2 separate regions of the Sus scrofa genome follow, and region 2 is linked to region 1. The links are chromatin contacts, called in public Hi-C maps. All regions are on one chromosome and are shown on one strand. Each heading gives the region's core, a stretch centred on a gene start, on an enhancer-like site or on the middle of the called end of the contact. The rest is flanking DNA. Distances are from core to core; before and after follow the strand shown.

Region 1 (7,726 bases), core at 3,732-6,231:
AAAGTTGTAGAGTTCATATTAAGCAAGAGGAGCTGAGATTATGAAGACAGAGTTATAACCTTCATCAAGATAAAGAAAGGTGTGTGTGTGTGTGTGTGTGTAACTGGGTCACTTTACAGCAGAAATTGTTAGAACATTGTAAATCAACTATACTTTAAAAAATTAAACAAAACCAATCTGAATTTAAAAAAAAAAAAGTAAAGAAAGTAGTTAACTCAGTAGACACACAAATAGGCATTCTTTCAGATCTTTTTAAAAAAAGTTTAAATGATCCTGTGTACCAGGGGCTCCTGTACCAGAGTGGGCTCTTTCAAGACTCTTTACTGGGCTGCATTTCCTCTGGTCCCACCTTAACAACAGCCCAATCGGCTCAGAACTCATTTCTTTCTGCACTGCCTCAGAACCCCCTAACCTTCAGTTTCAATTATTTCATTTTATTTTAAATATCCCCAAGAGAGCCTCTAGTCACACTTAGCCACAACTCAAAGCTATACTAATTTTTTCCTGTGGTATTAATTTTTGTTCTTGCTAGTGCTCGGATTACAAAATTACACAGGTTTTATAAAGGTTGTCTCTCTTTTCCTCCAAACCTGTTTTAATTTGTGATCAAGGAGAGGTTTTCGAGAACACAAATATTAAGTTGTGGGAGAAAAATCTGCACTTGATTTTAATGGGTGAATTTTAGGGCATGTAAAATTATTCTTTCTATTGTTCCATAATTCCCATCTGCCAAATTAGCTTTGGCAAGAAACTTTCTTAACATTTGTTTTTTACAGGTCTTTTGAATTACAGATAAAGAAACAAGGCCCTCATTTACATGCTGAAAAGGGTAAGAATAAAATGATTCTATAATTACAAGGCTTGTGTAATTATTTTAGTAAGGTCATAGTGATATTATATAATTTATCTTGCTATTATATAATCCCATCTATATAAATTGTATAGAAGAGGCATATCTATAGAGACAGAAAGAACATCAGTGGTGGGCTTGGGGTGGGAATGGGGATTAACTATAAGCAGGCATTAGAGAGCTTACTGGGATGACAAAAATGTTCTAAAACTGGACTCTGGTGATGGCTGCACAACTTTATATATTTACTAAAAATCACTGAGTTGTACACTTAAAACAAGTGAATTTTATTGTATGCAAAATTAAACCTAAATAAAGATTCAAAAAAGTTTTCTTGGAATATAGTCATAAGCTATAGATTTATCTGTATTCTAGTCAATCTTATTTAGAGTCCCATTTAAAAACATTTTATAGTACAACATTTATTTTGCTAATTTGCTTAAAAAAATACCTTAGGCATGCCGGCTTTTTTTATTACACTAGGAATTATACATCTTGGACCAGTTTCTCCAGCAAATCCACACCTGCAAATATACAGAAAATTGAAACAATAAATTATAACTTCTTTATATTTGTCACAGAAACAAGTTTTTCTGTATTTGTTTCAAAGCAGTGGTCACAAAAACATGTAGAAATATTTCTGATGCATACACAGGGACAAATAAACTAAGCAAAAATTAATACCATCTATTCATAATTGTGTGTTTTGTGGGTTTTTTTTTTTTTTTTTTTTTTTGGCTTTTTAGTGTTGAACCTGCCACATATGAAAGTTCCCAAGCTAGAGGTCAAATCAGAGCTTTGGATGCTGGCCTACACCACAGCCACATCAACGTGGGATCCAAGCTGTGTCTGCGACCTACACCACAGCTTACAGCAAAGCTAGATCCTTAGCCCACTGAGCGAGGCCAGGGATTGAATCTGCATTCCCATGGATACTAGATGGGTTCCTAACCTGCTGAGCCACAACAGGAACTCCGTAACTGTGTGTTAAAGGTAAAAAAAAAATAACAGTTTCAATTAGTAACAGTTAAATAAACCAGTAACAGTTAAATAAACAGTTAAATAAAACAGTTAAATAAACCAGATATTATTATCTTAGTGAATTATCTGTTTTTTACAGGTTTTTACTTGAACTTTATGTACCCCTATCACCCTGGATCTGTACTTCATTCCTATAATTCATACATTACTCACAATTTGATCATTCTAATATCATTAGCTTCCATACTGATGTTTCCTTTGGTTTATTTTTTAAACTATGCATATTTGATATAACTATAATCATACTGTTCAGACATAATGAATTATACAATAAACTTCTGCCAATATTATTGACCTTCGCTACTGTCATTTTAAAAATTGCACAGTATGTCATCCTTTTAAAAAACTGTTCTCTTTCCTTGAGTATTTAAGTATTTCCACTTTTTCTTCTTCTTTTTTTCTTTGCTGAATCTGTGGCATGTGGAAGTTCCTGGGCCAGGGATCAAACCCATGCTGCAGTTGCAACCTGCACCACTGCTGCAGCAACATAAGATTCTTAACCCACTGAGCCACATGGGAACTTCCAATATTTCCACTTCTGTTTTATGTAAAACAAAACTTTGTTAAAAATGTTGTTAAGGAGTTCCCATCGTGGCTTAGAGGTTAATGAACCTGACTAGTATCCATGAGGTCTCGGGTTCGATCCCTGGCCCTGCTCAGTGGGTTAAGGATCCGGCGTTGCCATGAGCTGTGGTGTAGGCTCGGATCTAGCATTGCTTGTGGTGTAGGCCAGCAGCTGTAGCTCTGATTTGACCCCTACCTTGGGAACCTCCATATGCCGTGGATGTGGCCCTAAAAAGACAAAAAAAAAAAAAAAAAAAAAAAAAAAAAAGTTGTTAAGAAGGATTAACATACAAGTTTAGTCTTATCCTTATCTCTTCTTGTCCAGTTTTCAGTATTTACCTCTAATTCCCAAACAGCTCTCTTCATCTTCTATCAGTCACATCTTCATGTTTACTTCTACCAGTGCTCCTCAAATTCTCAAGGGGGCAACCTACTGGTTAGCTGCATAAACTCACCTTACCACCCGCCTGTTGCCTTTGTCAATAATCATTCTCCTATATAGTTGCCTTCTGCTTTTCAATAATTATCTTTGGGTGTCAGCCTCAACATACTTATGTTATTAAAATAAGCCTTTAAAAATAGGTAAGAAAATACAAATATGGGAGGATCTTGCATATTTGTAAGAGAATGTCATGAACCAAAGACTTCGTGTTTCTGTTTTGTTTTTTGTTTTTTTATTTTTATTTTTTTTAGGGCTGCACCCATGGCATATGAAGTTCCCAGGCTAGGGCTGAACCGGAGCTGTAGGTGCTGGCCTACACCACAGCTCACGCGAGGCCAGACCCTTAACCCATTGAGAGGCCAGTGACTGAACCCACATGGTCACGGATACTAGTCAGGTTCCTTTCTGCCGAGACAGGAATGGGAACTCCCTTAACAAAAAAGACTACGTTTAATCCAATTCTGGAGTAACTGAGATCCAATTCTTTTTTTTTTTTTGGTCTTTTTATGACTGGTCCCATGGCATGTGGAAGTTCCCAGGCTAGGGGTTGGATTGGAGCTGTAGCTCTGGCTCATGCCACAGCCATAGCAACGCTGGATCTGAGCCACATCTTTGACCTACACCACAGCTCATGGTAATGCCAGATCCTTAACCCCCTGAGCGAGGCGAGGGATTGAACCTACATCCTCAAAGATGCTAGTCAGATTCGTTTCTGCTGAGCCATGATGGGAACTCCCCAATTCTTAAATAGGCTCTTTTGATGCCTTATTCAACAAATAGTTATGTAACTACATACTATATATTAGGCACTATTTAGAGATATATAAAAAATTTTCTCAGATGATTCCACTTCAGATATATCTAAGATGGAATTCTGGCTGTCACTTGCCTGTATCTTGAACCTAGTACAAGGGCTTTCAACCTGGTGTCCAAGAACCACTGTGAAGGTCCATCAATCTCTGAAGTTTCATGCAAATCATTTAAGATTTTTGTATTTGTGGTTTTGCCTAGTCAAAGGGATCTATGCCACCCTTACAGTTGAGACCATTACTCCACTGTTTACAAGTTGTCTCTTAAAACATGTTAAATTTACTAATCTAAGAGTTGAGCGGTAGAGAGAGCCATAAAGGCTCTCCAGAGTCTTATCTATACAGTTTCACTTCATTATATCTTGAGCCACTCTAATTTGACTTCCTATTCTTCAGAAGCAACAGCCCTGTCTTAAACATATTTGAATTTCCAGCATGAACAAAAGCTCGGAACAGCCCTGTCTTAAACATATTTGAATTTCCAGCATGAACAAAAGCTCGGCTCAATACGTGTTTAATAATGGAGATCGTCATCAGGCATTACAGTTCGGCTGCCACCTTCCTAGGCATATAAGCCCAGGGTAAGCCGGGTCTAGGTCATCGCTGTCATCCCCTGCATAAATGACCCCAAAGGGTCTGTTCAGTTTGGGGTGACGACCTAGGGCGGCGAAGGCAATTCTCCCGAAGCCTCCAGGGCCTCTAGGAGTCAGAACCTGACCATCCCACAGGATCCTAGGGATTCGCACCGCCCACAGTGAGAGTAAAAAGGGGCGTCATTTGCGGAGGTCCTGGGGGAAGAAGTGTCGACCTAGCAAGCCGCCTCTCGAGTACCCGGGCTGGGCCTGGGGTTCGGCTACCCGCCCTCCCCTCAGGACGACCGCAGCCGGCGCCACAGCCACTCACTTGGTAAAAGCCTCTCCCAGGTCTATCACGACCGCCGTTTTCTCCCCGCCGCTCCCCAGGCCCTCGTAGAGCGGCATGGTTGTAAACAAGCTGGTGCAAAGAGGACGCGGACTCGGCGGCCGCCGGGCCTCGGCTCTTGGGGGGCGGGGCGGAGCGACGGTGCACGGGCGGTGGCGGCGACGGCGGGGGCCTCGCGTGGCCGCGGCGCGCCGGGCTGGGATGCCCCAGGCTGTGCCTCACTCCGCGTCGGTCCTCAACACTCTCAGGCGCCCCCGTTTTCGGACTAGGGAGGAAGGCGAGCGGGCGGCCGCTAATCCGGAGGTGGGGGATGCAGAGGACCAAGGCGATCAGGCGCGTCGGGCGCCCCGGGATGGGGCGGAGCCAACTCCGGGTCCTTCCCTCCGGACACGCCCTCAAGTAGCGCCGGGATCGAGGTCTTTCCCATCGTTCTTGTGGACCTTTTCTAGACCTTTTAGTGCCGCAGCAGCTGAGAGACGATACAACCCAAAAGCTTCGTTTCGTGCAGTCTTGGAGTAAAGGCCAAGTGTTCTGCCTATCATTTATTCTTCGCAAGGAATGCCAAGAATAGGTGTTACTTTTTTACCTGTTCGAACCGTAGGAATGTTCCCATAGCAAAGCCAAGGTTGGACCCCTAGTCTTTCTGATTTCAAAAACTATACTGCTGATGCCTTAAGGAATAACACACACAGAATTTTATTTGGTAGTCATTTTGCTGAAAATTAATTTTAATGTGAAAGAAAGCAGTTCAAGTAGCATCTACAAATCTGTGGAGGAACAATCAAGGTGGTTTAATGGAAGGAACAATGAACCAAGGGTTCTTTTTTTTACACTAAACCTAGTAGCTGTGTAACCCGAGAAAAGTTAGTAAACTGTCTTTCTGTGCCAGTCTGAACAACAAAATAAGAGTTCCCTGATAGGATTGTTTACATCCTGTCATTTCACAGCTCTATTTTTTTTTTTTTCTTTCTCTCTCTCTTTGTCGATCTCTCTTTCTCTTTCTTTCTTTCTTTTTAGGGCTGCACCCGCAGCAATGAAGTTCCCAGGCTAGGGGTCTAATTGGATTTGTAATTACCTGCCTTCACCACAACTCACCTGCAGCCGGATCCTTAACCCACTGAGCAAGGCCAGGGATCTAGCCTGCCTCCTCATGGATACTAGTCACATGGAGGTTCTCAGGCTAGGGGTCAATTGGAGCTGTAGCTGCTGACCTGTGTAGCTCCAGATCCAAGCCATGTCTGCTGAGCTACTACAGAAATTCCACAGCTCTATTTTTTTCTTTCTTTTCTTCCTCTTTCTCTTTCGTCTTTTTAGGGCCAAACCCTCAGCACATGGAAGTTCCCGTGCTATGGCTGAAATTGGAGCTGCAGCTGCCACTCTACACCAACCACAGCAATTCCGGATCCCAGCCACTAATTCAACCTACGTGGGAGCTCACAGCAATGCCAGATCCTTAACCCACTGAGTGAGGCCAGGGATCAAACCTAGTCCTCATGAATACTAGTCAGGTTCTTACTGCTGATCCACAAAGGGGAACACAGAGACTATAATGCTTTGACTCATCCTTTTTCTTTTCTTTCTTTCTTTCTTTCTTTCTTTTTCTTTCTTTTTCTTTCTTTTTGTTGTTGTTGTTGTTGTTGCTATTTTAGGGCCACACTGGCAGCATATGGAGGTTCTCAGGCTAGGGGTCAATTGGAGCTGTAGCTGCTGACCTATGTAGCTCCAGATCCAAGCCATGTCTGCAACCTACACCACAATTCACGGCAACACTGGATCCTTAACCCACTGAGTGAGGCCAGGGATCAAACCTGCATCCTCATGGATCATAGTCAAATTTTTTTCCGCTGAGCCACAGCGGGAACTCCTGTATCATCCATTTTCTTATCTATAAACTGTCCTGCTCCTTCTCAGAGTGTTTGTGAGGATCGGTTGACAGGTTACTTTGAAACTATAAAGTATTATTATTATCCATCCTGTTTTCCCTGACTACTTACCAGCTGTATTCGTTTCCTAGGGATGCCGTAAGAAAGTACCACAAACGGAGTGCCTTACAGAAATAGAAATGTATCCACTCATAGTTGTGGAGGCTAGGAGTTTTGAGATTAAGGTGTCAGCAAGGTGGTGCTCTCTCTGAAGTCTCTAGAAGAATATACCTCTTGCCTCTTTCTAGCTTCTGGTAGTTGCTGGCAGGGCTTGGTTTTCCTTGACTTATAGGTGCATCAGGTCTTTTTCTCTGTCATCACTTGGTCTTCTTCAGACGTCTTCCTTATGTTTTCACAACCTTTTCCTTCTGTGTATATCTCTGTGTCCATATTTCCCTTTTATAAGAATATCAGTCATTGAATTAGGGCCCTAATCCTAAACCAGTATCAACTAATTTTTTTTCTTTCTTGGCCACCCGCATTGCATGCGGAAGTTCCTGCACCAGGGATCGAACCTGAGCCACAGCTGTAACCAGAACCACAGTAGTGACAACATGGATCCTTAACCTGCTGAGTCACCAGCGAACTCCAGTACAATCACATTTTTAGCTTGATTATATCTCCCAAACTCTTAATTTCAAATAAGATCACATTTTAAGGTTCCCAGAGGACAAGAATTTGGGAGGAATGCTGTGCAGCCCAGCACACCAGCTAAATGTTTTTTTCCATAGCTCTGCTCTCAGCCTTCTTTTCTTCTTACTATATACCCTCTTCTTTAACAATCACTTTCACTCCCTTACATATAGCTAAAGCTAATATTTGTTGAGTTCTCTTTGTTAGCTCTGTTTGCTATATGTAATCCTATTCATTCCTCACAATAATTTTATGGGCTAAGTATTATCTCCATCTTACCAATGACGATACTGAAGCTGAAAGAGATTAAATCATATGGTCACAGCTTCTCATCTGCTAAGTGGTGGAGAAAGAATTTGAACCCAGACAGTCTTACTCCAGAGCCAGAACTACACTGCATATTCATAATTATAAGATAGTTATATATTAATTGAAATAATTATATTTTATTGTAGAATTTTACAATATTGGGATATGAAATGATCTAAGAATTTTTCAAGTCTGAATTCCAACCTAATGCACTACTTTCCATTTCCGATGACAT
Region 2 (7,726 bases), core at 2,154-4,653, 1.3 Mb before region 1:
GCCACATCAGTTATGTTTTTGTTTCCTCCCCTGATCTTCTAAACATAAAACACAGTGCTCAACATATTTTTATTGATTTAATATTTTACTATGAGTTTTTTTAACGAGATTGCAGCTATAACATTTTAACTACATTATACCAGATTACTAGTATTAAATTAAACTGCAAAGTATTTGTTTTAGAACAATAAACAGTTTGTAATCATAGCCAATACTTTGTAGAAAACCAATAAAGATTATAATTAAGAAATAAAAATATACATAAAATCACTCAGCATGAAACAAAGGATATTTCCCTTAATATTTACTGAGGTATGCCCTATCATTAAGTTTTCTTGCCACAGTCAAAGGTAATCAGAAGATAAAGGAAAAACAGGTTGGTCACTTTTAAAACAATAGAAGTAAAATTGCTTGATAAGGTCTTATAAAAGATAATTATTCCAACATCAGTCCATCCAGGAAGATTCACAGAAAGTGCTAACCTCTTTTTCCCCGAGTACCATTCAATGAAGAACCAATGTAAAACAAGAGGAAGCATAGCCATAAATCCAAGATAGAGCCAGTCATACAGTTCTGGAGACTCTGTGCAAGGCTGACAATATTTCTGTGCATTTGTTCTCTGTCCTCTTGGACATACCTACAATATATAAGAACAGTATTTTATGTACAGATATTATTTTAGAACCTTAACGCCTCCCCCACAAATCATTCACTGACATCCCACTTCAATTTAAACTTCTATTTACATGTGCATCTAAGAGAGAGTATAAGTAAAATAAAAAGCAATCTACACTGTATTTGCTATATCTGTATAATGCCCTTAAATGACTCTCTTTATTAAGTCACCAAAATGGTTGAACAACAAAAACCTAGTTATTCACACAATGAAAGTAACTGCAGAGAAATGCTCTGGAGTTGTAAATGTTAACTTACAGTCCAAGTCACTGTACTATATTAATGAAAAGTTCATTAGAAATTATTATAAAATTATCAAATTAAAAAATAGTAATTGTGACTGTCAGAAGATGTATTATACACAACCAATATAACAACACAAATAAGGATTTTATTAATGCCTCCATATTCTAAGTTGAGTACATTGAAGAAAACAGTTTCTACATGACAATATTTCAGAAGCAAAAAGGTTTCACAAATGAAATAATATATAAATGTTCACTTACCCCACATTCTCCATATATTTCTGTTGAGCCATTTTTAAATAACAGGGTCTTCCCACAATAAAGTCCAAGGCATGCTGGTTGAATATCGACAGCTTTTTAAAAACAAATGCCAGTATAGTAACATCTCTTGTGATTATAAAAAATAAATCAGTAATAGCTGAAAATTTGGCCGAAGTATCTCAAGACAGTTTCAATTTAAAAATATGTATTAGACAAAAGTCTTGATGCATTTATTTAAATTTTTCCTTTTACCCTGTGACACTGCAGAAAGTCATATGGAACCTTGTAGCTAATATTGTTCCTAAAAATTAAGGTCCCCAAACAGCAGAGCACACTCTGTCCTCAGAACTCAAAGCCTACCTTGGTTGGTCTCCAGTGGCTCCAGCCAGCCACTGCCCTTGATTAGATGGTCTAGAATTTCCCTTTTTTAAAACTAAAGGACTTATCAATCACCACTTTTTATTCTGCACAGTCAGGACATTAAGTTGACACAGACAAACACACACACACGAAATCTATTATCACCTTTCTTCGTGATAGAACACATTTTAATACCAGAAAAGCAGAAGGGACACATAATTTCAGAACATAGGTAAGGACTTTAAAATAAATACATTCATAAGAAGCTTAGTAAATTGTCCTAACTTCGGTGATTTTTGTGGAGGACAGGTGACAATTTCGTCAAGGTGGCGTAGGCCTCTGACCAATACTTGGGAACCCCTGCTTTAGAATCAACCCCTGATGTCAAGGCTTGGAGAACCTAAAAAGTGGCTCCTTTTTACCTAAAAACTCAGAGCCTACAAACTGTCATTGACCTCATCTACAGGAAGAAGTTATTGAAGGAAGGTTTTTGTTTTTGTTTTTAATATATCAGTGACATCTGATTCCCTTTGATCATGGATTCACTCATCAGTAAACATGCATCAAGTGTCTGATTCCACAGGTTAGGGACCACAAAATACCCACACAGGAACACTACAGAGTCACTCCGTCAAAGAACCTACACCCCAGTGTGGAATAAATCCCAAACAAATGGGGTCAAATGTGAGCTAGTTTGAGAAATTATGCATTTTATGACTATTCTTGAACAACCCTTTCCGAAATTCTTCATGAATTCACAATCTAGAGACTGCCTGATCCACTATACCCTTTCTTCTTTCAAGTTCAAGTAGACTTTTTCTTTCTTTCTCCGTGTGCTGTTGAGAAAGACAGAAATAGTACTTAAATGCCTCAAGCTTAATATTTTCACTTTTGCCAATTGCCGACTTCTTAAAAAATCCATAGGCTTCTTTACTTAAAACTTATTTTTAAATCAATCGTAATACACCAAGTGTAATCATAAGGTTCTAAACTTATAGATGGAAACGAGTTGTTTCAGATTTTCCAAGACAGCAGAAGTTAAGAATTGGAAACTTCTTCTATACTGGTTTTGCACCTAGTAGATGCTTAATAAATGCATCTGGGTGTAAACAATCTAAAGTTTCCCAAATCCAAAGCCTGAAAACCGGTATGATAAACTGAAAGCAACAGCTTATCATCGACCAAAAAAACCCCTGGCTCCCAGGGTCCGCTCATTTTTTCCTTTCATTTCCCTTATTAAAGGAGGTCTAAAGGACTTTTTTTGCAACCGTCTTGCTTCTTTGTGAAGGGCCCTAAAAACTTACGTTAGATGCTGAAGCAGGACACAACAGTTATGCAGCAATTAGTTTCTGCTTCCTTTACTGTTTTCCTGCACTTACTTACGCCCTTGCTTTAAATGTCGAGTCAACCCACAGGAATGTTAAACAAAGGGACTGAAACAGAGGGGCTGAAGTGACATTCTGAACAAACAACAAAGGTCTGGCCTTTCCCCTGCAGTAGGCAGCCGTTCTCCCTCTGCAGTCGGTCTCCCCTCTGCGGCTAGTGAGCAGCGCAGCCCATCCCCATCCCACCTCGGCCCAGCCGACAGCGGGTGGAAACAAGGGACAAAGATTCGCTGCTATTCGGAGGCCACCCGCTGGGGCCGAGCCCAGAGCTGGCAGCATAGGGAAGAAGCAGGGACTAGGATGAAACGCTTCCCAGGACCTCGGCGACCACTCACCCATCGGCAGCTTGTAGGTTTCCCGGGAGAAGCTCCGGGATCAGCCAACCCCGCCACAGCGCCCGGACATCCGGGCCAAAGCCGCCTCGGCGGCCCCGCCTCCTGGTAACCCGGTGACCGTCCCGAAGCCCCGCCCCGCCTCGCGCTTCCTGGTATAAGCTCCGTGGCCCCGCCCCCCCTGGCGCGGACGACGCGAGTGGGCCTGCGGCTTAAAGCGCCGGTGGTCGCGTAGTGGTTGATCTCCCGGTCGACGACAATGGCAAGCAGGCTGCCGGTGGCTCAGCTGCCTCCGCACGACCCGGGGACGCCGGCGCTGTCCGTTGTGGACATGCACACGGGCGGCGAACCCCTGCGAATCGTGCTAGCGGGGTGTCCGGAGGTGGCTGGACCCACACTGCTGGCCAAGCGGCGCTACATGCGCCAGCACCTTGACTACGTGCGGCGACGGCTTATGTTTGAACCCCGGGGGCACAGGGACATGTACGGAGCTGTGCTGGTGCCCAGCGAGCTGCCGGAAGCGCACCTAGGCGTCCTGTTTCTGCACAACGAGGGCTACAGCTCCATGTGTGGCCACGCAGTGCTGGCGCTGGGCCGCTTCGCGCTCGACTATGGCCTCGTGTCGGCGCCCCCGACCGGCGCCCGCGAGGCCCTCGTCAACATCCACTGCCCGTGCGGGCTGGTGACCGCCTTCGTGGAGTGCGAGGGCGGCCGCAGTCGCGGCCCGGTGCGCTTCCACAGCGTCCCAGCCTTTGCGCTGGCCACAGGTAACCCGTAGGACTCTTCCAGCCCTGCAGCCCTGGACCCAACTAATTACATTAACTCTCTCTAGGCTGGAACTCACGCACGCAGCACAACTAACCCACTCCACAAGCCTTTGCAATCAGTAAGAAGGTAATCCTAAATCACTGCAAATGTGTGACAGCATCTTAGCCTTGCGAATTTGTGTAGTGCATGCAATTTGATTATCCTGCAGATCTGTCCACCTGTGGTTTGGGGAGAGCCTTGAGGAGTGCAGAATTCCGTGTTTCCCTTACTCAGCGCCTAGTTCCCCACTCGTCAGACATTCCTAGAGATTTCACAGTTGGATGAAGCAAGGTCCACTAGGGTCAAGGAAAGTACAAAAAACAGCCGACCTACCGGGGCTCCAAGCTGGCTCAGAATTTGCTTGCTAACATGTTATTACCCCCAGACAAGTTAGTAGACACAAGTTACTAAAACTCGTCTGCAAAAAGTGTTTTGCCCACTTCTTAAGGGAAGAATTAAAGAATCAAATCTTTTCAAGAAGATATGGACGTTGCCTTTAGAATAGAAACAGACGTTGCCTGGGTCCAAATCCTTATACCTCCTTAAAGTTGTCAGCCTTTGTCAAATTACTTCTCTGTGCCTGTTGTGTCCTCGTTTGTTAACTCACTGAGGTTTTTTTTGTGAGGGTTTAATGAGAGTATATACAAGGAACTTAGAATTTTAAAAAATATATATTTTCTTAGAGACAGAAAGACTGCAGAATATTTAGGGTTGCTAGTTCTCTAGGTGTGCAGAGCCTTTCAAAGGTTTTGGTGGTTTCTGTGGTACAGAGCCTGAATGTCATGTGAAATGGAGTGTCTATGCCTGTAATCCTTACAAAGAGGGAGATTCCTACAAATTCTATGAGTAAAGGCTGAATTCTGTCACTGAGGATGCGTTAGTAGTCTGACTGAAGTGAGCTGGAAGCTGATTTAGTCCAGGAATAGGGGTATCATTCCTTTTCTCCAGAGTCTTCAGGCCATGCACATCCTTCTGTTAATTTGATCTTGATCTTCCTCTTGGATTTGAATTCCAGATTAGCCTGATTATGACTGCTATGAATGATGCAGTGTTAGCCCAGGCATTTGAGTCTTATAGCAACCTCAGGCTGCTGAATCACACAAGTTGATAAAGAATACCACTTTGGGGAGTTCCCATTGTGGCTCAGCAGTTACCGAACCAACTAGTATCCGTGAGGTTTCGGGTTCAATCCCTGGGCTCGCTCGGTGAGTTAAGGATCTGGAGTTGCCGTGAGCTCTGGTGTAGATCTCAGACACATCTTGGATCCCGAGTTGCTGTGGCTCTGGCGGACAACTTAATTTCTGAATTCAAGACCCCACTCTACCCTGTTGGTTGACTTAGTCTCATTGCTCCACGTGCTGCCCCCTTTTCTGATGTATGCGTGAGCAAAGGTTTCTCAAAGGTGCCAAGTCTTGGAAAGGAGGGCCTTAACAGCCTGCAGGGTAAGCCAGCAAAACCGCATCTCCCTTGGCCATGTGACCTGCCCTGTCCTCTGCCTCCTGCTTCTCCTTGCTGTCTCTGCCACACCCCTTAGCCTCCTTAAGGTGCCCTGGGAAAGTCCACACAGGTCCTCTGCACTCAGAACCTTCAGCCTCTTTTCTTGGTCCAGAGGTAGTTTCTCTGTTGACCAGGAGAAATATTCTCCCTTTGGGACACTCCTTTGCCAAACAGTCACCTCCCCCGATAGCTTAAGTTTCTATAAAACAAAAGCATAAAGACCTGCTTTTTCCCCTGCCCTGTGCCTCCCCCAGAGGCTGTGATCACCAAGCCCACTTGAATTGGGGAGGAAGTAGGGGAGGGATAAAACAGTTTTAATGTCCCCAAGTCCCATCCCTTTGGAAATACAAATTTAGGATTTCAAATAACAGCATTTCAGGAGAAACTTTGGGTATGTCAGAGGTATAAAATACCCACAAATAAAAACCCTGATGCAAAGCTACAATAACTTTATTCTTGGTATTCGCCTGCAGGATACTTTCATGACATGAAAATATCTAGATAAATAAGTGTATATAACATATAGTAGATAAGTATATATAACATATATATATAGAGAGAGAGTATATAACATTACAGCTGAAGAAGACCACTTTGTGAATAGACTCCAAAATCCTTATTGTTTTAAACCATTCCCAATAGTATGAGAAGGGACCTACATTTTCTTTGTAGTTTTCACATGTTCATGTCCCAGGGTTTTCTCTCTCTCTGCCTCTATGATGTTTTCTAGAAAAGATCCTCAGATTAGTTAACAAAATATGTAAGTATGATTTAGGAAAACATGGCACTCGTTCTAAAACTTATGCAAACCTCACTAAGTTAAAAATAGAGAGATGAGGAGTTCCCGTTTCGAAGCGGAAATGAATCCAACTAGGAACCATGAGGTTGCAGGTTTGATCCCTGGCCTTGCTCAGTGGGCTAATGATCCGGCGTTGCTGTAAGCTGTGGTGTAGGTCACAGATGCAGCTCAGATCTCGTGTGGCTGTGGCTGTGGTGTAGACTGGCAGCTGTAGCTCTGATTTGACCTCTAGCCTGGGAACCTCCATATACTGCAGGAATGGGCCTAAAAAAACAAAAAACAAAAACAAAAGAGAGAGATGCTTTAGATAAGAACTTTAAATAAGTGTATTTCTCTACTTTTTAATTGAGTGATCTAAAGTTCTGTTGTTATTTACCAGATGCATACTCATTTTGAAAATGGATTTTTGCTTCATTCCTTTTTTATGATGGGAAAAAGTGACCCCCCTTCCCAAATACACATATTTAAAATGCTGTGAATTTTATTGCTGAAATACTAAAAACAACCTTATTTTCAAACACATCTTTTTTAGATCTCCTAGTGGATGTTCCTGGTCGTGGAAAGGTAGTGGTGGATATTGCATATGGTGGCGCATTTTATGCATTTGTTAGTGCTGAAAAGTTAGGACTCGATGTATGTTCCTCAAAGACAAGGGACCTTGTGGATGCAGCAAGTGCAGTGACAGAAGCCGTGAAAGCCCAGGTCAGTACAGATGCTGCTATGGGAACAGATGCCCTTATCAACTTAAAAAAAAAAATAGCACAACCTAAAAGCTGAGAGTTAAGTTTTATTGGGGGCAAAGTGAGGACTATAGCCCAGGAGGCAGCATTTCAGATGCCTCTGAAATACTGCTCCAGAGAGGCAGGAAGAAGGTCAGTATACATGTGATTTTGGTGAAGGGGGAGGTACTTGCAACCAAGCACACATTTTGCTGAAGGTTGCTGCTAGTCTCATGAAGGTCACTACTCGTCACAAGGAGCAGACATCACCATGAAGGATTTTTGTGCTATTCTAGATATGAGGAGATACAAGAATTGGGCTCATAATCTTCTGAAAATATCTAACTATGTGAAGACCTTTTTTTGCCAGTTTCCTCAGAACACAGAGCACTCCATTCCTGATCTCCACCCTGAGCTCCCCGCAGGGGGTGCCGAGGGAGGGTCAGCAGCTGCAGCAGCTCACAATTCAATCCGATTAGAGGCAGAAGGCAAGTGCCAATCTCCAGTTCATACCCTCTTCTGTGGCATGGAGTGAATATAAATGACTCTTCTATACAGAAAATTAAATATCTTCTATATTCAAATTATTACTAGTACTAAGAATAGGATACTAGCTCTACTTTTAGGCTCTAGAGCAAAACTACCT

What was found. Hi-C and Micro-C count contacts between places; a contact is called where the count stands out from the background.
Region 2: a contact with region 1 is called in a Hi-C map of liver, with 7 times the contacts expected there. The contact joins the promoter of JKAMP here to the promoter of ACTR10 in region 1. A contact is called at or near these places in 2 of 5 promoter capture datasets (fetal liver and liver) and 2 of 47 Hi-C or Micro-C datasets (heart right ventricle and liver).

Annotation. Positions count from the first base shown.
Region 1 is chr1:187,304,738-187,312,463 of Sscrofa11.1, reverse strand. It overlaps ACTR10 (actin-related protein 10), which reads right to left and starts at 4,981. Exons shown (of 13, transcript XM_003353492.4): 1 at 4,610-4,981; 2 at 1,302-1,374. The coding sequence starts at 4,686.
Region 2 is chr1:188,594,133-188,601,858 of Sscrofa11.1, reverse strand. JKAMP (JNK1/MAPK8-associated membrane protein) reads right to left here and starts at 3,403. Exons shown (of 7, transcript XM_021102711.1): 1 at 3,262-3,403; 2 at 1,182-1,273; 3 at 483-637. The coding sequence starts at 3,265. It overlaps L3HYPDH (trans-3-hydroxy-L-proline dehydratase), which reads left to right. Exons shown (of 8, transcript XR_002347129.1): 5 at 6,894-7,063.